2 separate regions of the Mus musculus genome follow, and region 2 is linked to region 1. The links are chromatin contacts, called in public promoter capture Hi-C maps. All regions are on one chromosome and are shown on one strand. Each heading gives the region's core, a stretch centred on a gene start, on an enhancer-like site or on the middle of the called end of the contact. The rest is flanking DNA. Distances are from core to core; before and after follow the strand shown.

Region 1 (2,700 bases), core at 58-2,557:
CACTGGCTAGCTTTTCTGTTGGCTTGAACCCATGTCTGAGCAGTCTTCTCTGGTGGATACCCCATTACCAGAGGCTCAAGAACTGGAGGTGAAACTAAGGGAGACAAGCAGACGGGGTGGGGGTGGGGGCGGGGGCGGGGGCGGCATGCAAAACAGGTTTGTTTGTTTTTAATTTGGGCTTTGGGCTTTAGCTCAGTACAGAGTAGTTAGTTGCCTAGTAAGCACAAGGCCCTAGGTTCTGTTTTCAGAAGGGGACTTCAGGAAAAACAGCAACAGCTTAAAATGTTAGTGCCTGTGAGAAGGCTCGGAGTGTAAATAGCAACCATTGTGGTAGGTAAGTCTGGAGAACGGAGTGAAGTCCCTGGATCCCCATAAAGAGAGAACTAACTCTTATATTTATACTCTGGCCCCCACAAATCAGTTCTGTTCTTTCTCCCGCTGTACATTGAATAAAGCTATAAAAACCCTTATTTTATTTTGCCCTTTTGAGACAAGTGCTTTGGATAGCTCACGCTAACCTCAAGTTCACTCTATATAACAAGGCTAGTCTTGAAAACACTGCCCCTGCTTCCTGCGTAATGGGATTGCAGGCAGTCTCCTCACTGGATCCATTTTCCAATAGGGGTGTTGAGTCAATCAATGAGAAACCACGCATTTGCAGTAATCTCACCATCTCTGCCCTACTGCGAATCCAAACTGAGGAGGGGGATGAAGGTTGTGTAGTCCTGTTCTTCATCCTGCACATGGATTGTACATATTTACATATCAAAAATTCTACATAAAAACTGTTGAGTAAACGCAATGAGCTTGTTAAGTAGTGCACTGAGAAGTCATTTTAACAGCTGTGCAGTTCTGAGGAAATGTCTTCACCAGTGCTGGGCTCTCACCAGGAGTGCCGTGTTCGCTGTCGGCCTCTTCCCTCCCCTCTCCATTATAACAGTAATCCAAAGAATTTTTGCTATGTCTTAGCGATAAATGTCTTCTCTCTGTAAGTCAACGTTACTAGTCTAGACCAGCTTTTCTGGTTTCTTTCTCTTTCTGGATTCCTCATCCTGCTTCCCGGGTTTCCCCGGCAACCGCAACTGGAAAACCCTTTGGAAAAGTAATTCCGAATTCTGTAACAGAACCCCCGAGGCGAGGCCTCCCCGCGCCTCCCGAATTTAGGTCTGGGGTGCGTGTCCCGCGCAGCAGCTCCTCTGAGCACTTCCTGCCTGGGACACGTCGCAGCTCCGGGAACCAGGACTCACGAATCGCCAGCCCTGCCGGCACAGTGATCCCAGAGGCGCCCGCGCCTCCGTTGTACGGCGGGGTCCATGCCAAGATGGCCGCGCCCACAAGCAATCTCCGCAGGTCTCCGCCATCGAAGCCCCCGGACCCTCTGAAGCGGTGCCCGGGGTGGCCGCCATATCGGCCTCTGACTCCATCGAGGACCTGACAAAGCCAGAGGCGCTGGATCGGAGGAGTGCGGACAAAGCCAGGCGTCCGGAGGAGATGGCTACATCCGAGCCTGCGGAAAGCGATGCGGTGAGGGCGGTAAGGGCTTGGGGTTGGTTTGGTTGTCGGTGATTGGAGGGTGACTGGAGTCCTAGTGGACGAGATTTGAGAATCTGTGGCGTTGTTGTTGAATAGTCTTTTGGGAAGGCCGGTGTTCTAAGGGACCAAGGTATTGGGGTATTATGGGCATATGGAGTATTAAGTGCCCGTGATATTGGGGGCATATGGAGTTGGGGATTGCTGTAACTTTCGGAAATCAGTATTTTGACGGATCTGTCTAGGTAAGTGATGCTTGGGAGCGGGGAGGCATCTGTAATAGTCACAGTGACTGAGTCTGGGTCTGGAAAGCTAGCAAGATCTGAAATGAGGGCTTTGTGATGTATTACAGACGGGAAGCCCTACAAGGATTAGAATTTGAACTGCTTGGGAGCTGGTGTTTTAGGTAACTGGGGATTACAGGCTGCACTGTGGGAGGGGCAGTATTGAGATTTGGAGAACTGGTTCATTTGGAATATGTGGGGATTAGAATTTGAGCCCTTGGGGTCAGTAATGGTGGCATTTCTGGAAGTCTAATAAGCAATGTCTTTAAGAGTCCTCGTTTTGTGTGCTATGACTGGCAGTGAGGGGGGAACCTGGAGGCTAATGAGCAGATGACAGTTGGTGGAATACAAGAAGTCTTATATTGAAGTGCCTATTTGGATGGCAGATTGTCATCTAGGGAGAAAGGGTATCAGTAGTCCTAACTGTCCCTTTAGTGATGGGGTTCTTGGTAGGAATTAATAATAATTATTATGATTCTGTGACTAGGACTCTGAGGCCAAGGCTTTGTGAGTTTTCAGGGTTTTATGATAGAAGGTTCTGTAAGGTCACTGGAGTTGAGTGGAGGTTAGTGACTGTTCTGTGAAGAATGGTAATTGGGAACTTCTATGTAGAGGAGGTTTAGGAAGGTTAGTGACTGAGGGATATTTGAGTGTCAATGGTTAGAAAATTGTAAAACAGAGTATAAGATGAACACCTATTTTATGCCAGAGAATTTTAAGTAGCAACATATAGGGCCAGTCTCTTTTTAAAAATAATTTATTTAATTTTATCGTATGTGCATTGGTGTGATGGTGTCGGATCCCTTGAAACTGGGGTTACAGACTGCCATGTGGGTGGGAATTGAACCCAGGTCCTCTGGAAGAGCAGCCAGTGCTCTTAACAACT
Region 2 (2,732 bases), core at 61-2,560, 260 kb before region 1:
TCAAAGTGGTTGTATCCCAGAACAGAGTGCTTTGGGAGTAGACTCTAACACCTTAGTTTGTACTTGACCCAAATCAGTAGAAGTCTATTCTACTGCCAGTATTTTGTAGAAATACAGTATTTTGTAGAAATCAGTAGAAGTCTATTCTACTGCTAGTATTTTGCCATAGCAATGGGTTATACACTGACTCCAAAATTTACCTAACAACTATTTTTTAAAAGATTTATTTATTTTGTGAATATGAGTGCTCTACCTGTAGAGCTAGAACATGCACACCTGTGTTCCAGAAGAGAGCATCAGATCCCACATGGTTATGAGCTGTCATGAGGTTGCTGGGAATTGAACTCAGGATCTCTTAACCGCTAAGTCATCTCTCGAGATGTTAGTCTTTTGTTAGTACCTTCCCATTTGAATCTGAAGAAGGTACTGACAGTCTTTTTGTTTGTGGTGCTGGCTCATCCCAGTTTGATGAAAAACAAAGTGAAAAGTATTCAGTTTGGCAGCACATGTGTTAAAATTGGAACAATATAGGAACTGGAGAGATGGCTCAGCGGTTAAGAGCACTTATAGCACCTGCAGAAGACACAGGTTCAGTTCCCAAAACCCACAGGGCAGCTCACAACCATCGAGCTCACAACCATCGGTAACTCACGTTCTGTAGGATTAGAACTCAGTAGGCACACAAATTATATATATATATATATATATATATATATATATATATATATATATATATGTATATGCAGATAAAGCACTCACACTTATAAAATAAGTTATTTTCAAACCGTTTTTTAAAAAGTGGATTGACACAGAAAACAAATTAACATGGTCCCCACACAAAGGCGAACGGCACAATCAAAACCTTCCATATATTTGAAACTCATTACTTTATCTATTTAGAAAAATTAGTAAAAATAAACACACACATGCCAAATGAGAGGAATGGATTAAGATGTTTGGGAAATGTTCAATGGAGAAAATCTCTGTCTATATTCAGGGACATTTAAAATAAATTTTCTGGGCGAATAATAATTACAAAGTGACACTTATTAATCGCTTACTCGCTGTGGCTACGACAGATATCACCGCTTTTCTTGGAGGATACAGGTGCTTCATGTTCATGTAGCGTGGTTAAGCACAAACCTCCCCTGCATAGAATATTCACATACCATCAAATTAGAAAAGGAAAATACGCTCTCTCGGCTCGGCCCCTGAGGGACTTCCGGCACGTGGAACCTGGGTTCCGGGGCTGCCGTGGACGCCCGGAGCGTTTAGGTGGAACTCCCGCCCTAGCGACGCGCGCCTGGTTGCTAGGGGCGGAGGCGCGGGAACCTGTGGAAGCTAAGGATGCCTGCTACCCGTGCTTTCGGGCCTCGGTGCTAGCCCACCGGTGGGTATGGAGCCCGAGGTGGGAGAGAGGGAGCATCGGGGGGCATCTTCGCGCTCTCCCCAGCGGTAGCCAGCCACCCACCCGAAGTGAGGAGGAGGTCTGGGAGGGTATGTGTAGGACCTGGTTTCACCTGCTTCCATCTTGGCGTAATCCTCCCCTGGCACGTGCACATGAAAGTAAGCTTTAGCAGTTCAGATAATGGACAGGAGTAGGAGCATTTATAATCTGAAGGGCCAGAAAGAAAACAAACAAGACAACAAAGAACTGCACGCTGATGGTCCTCAACGTTGGGAGTTCTGATCTAGCGCCGACCCTCAGTGAGACCGGGTGTCTTGTAAATCCTCTTACTGTCTGAATCTTTTCCTTTACATTATCATTAGAGTCAAACCAGTCCACCTCCTATAAGCTTCTGCGAGTCGTTTGTTAATCTTTGAACACTGGTGTAGATGTCTTAGTCACAGAGAGTATAGGTTAGATAGACATCCATGTGAAAGATTTGGGAAGAGAGCGTGGATTTAAAAAAAAAATCATTTATACCAGTTGGGAAGTGGCAGTGCATGCCTTTAGTCCCAGCATTGAGGCGGTAGAAGCAGGCAGATCTCTGAGTTCTTGGACAGCCTGCTTGGTCTACAGAGTGAGTTCGTTCCATGACAGCCAGGGCTACACAGTAAAACCCTGTCTCAAAAAAAAAAAAAAAAAATAATAATAATCATGTACACAACTAGCGCCATGTTAAAAGTCTCAGTGATCATACTTGCTAGGCCAGAACACATACACAGAGATTTATTAAAAAGAATATATCACAAGAAAAGTCAGGCCTAGTAGGCACATTCTTAGAATAAACCCGAGTGGGAAGAGTTCTTTTCGATAACAAGTCACGGGGAACTTGCTCAGTCTTGTGTGATTCATGGTAGGTGAAGAGGCAAGGGGCATCTCACTACCTTGCTAAGTAGTACATTTTACAGCGTCATTTCTTCAATATTTGGGTTAATACTGTGTCAGACTGCAAATGTTTGTATAAGACATCTCAAGTCACTAGGATCATATGAGAGGTTTTTTGTTGTTGTTGTTGTTGTTTTGAATCTTTGTGTGTGTGTGTGTCTACAGACAGGATGAGAAAAGTCTACTGAAATAAGATTCATTTCACTCAGTTCTGCCCCCATGACAGCAAGTTAGCTCTATGGATCACAGTTGTATCAAAGGCTATAAAGGAATTGTGTACTACATAACCGAAAGAGGATTTTCTGAGCTCTATCTAATGTAGGCCTTTGGAAAGCAGATTTGGACAGAGACAGATCAGGGGTTCAGATGTAGATCTGCTTCCCCCAGAAACCCACAGGGC

What was found. Promoter capture Hi-C pulls out the DNA fragments that hold promoters and counts their contacts.
Region 2: a promoter capture Hi-C map of liver shows a contact between it and region 1, with 2.3 times the contacts expected there. The contact joins the promoter of Wdr31 here to the promoter of Zfp37 in region 1. A contact is called at or near these places in 3 of 39 promoter capture datasets (cranial neural crest and liver) and 2 of 9 other capture datasets (adipose tissue and pancreatic islet).

Annotation. Positions count from the first base shown.
Region 1 is chr4:62,207,153-62,209,852 of GRCm38.p6, reverse strand. Zfp37 (zinc finger protein 37) reads left to right here and starts at 1,307. Exons shown (of 4, transcript NM_001290351.1): 1 at 1,307-1,524. The coding sequence starts at 1,492. It overlaps Gm30451 (a long non-coding RNA gene), which reads right to left and starts at 929. Exons shown (of 2, transcript XR_390634.1): 1 at 888-929; 2 at 451-737.
Region 2 is chr4:62,469,477-62,472,208 of GRCm38.p6, reverse strand. It overlaps Wdr31 (WD repeat domain 31), which reads left to right and starts at 1,310. Exons shown (of 11, transcript NM_023597.3): 1 at 1,310-1,390.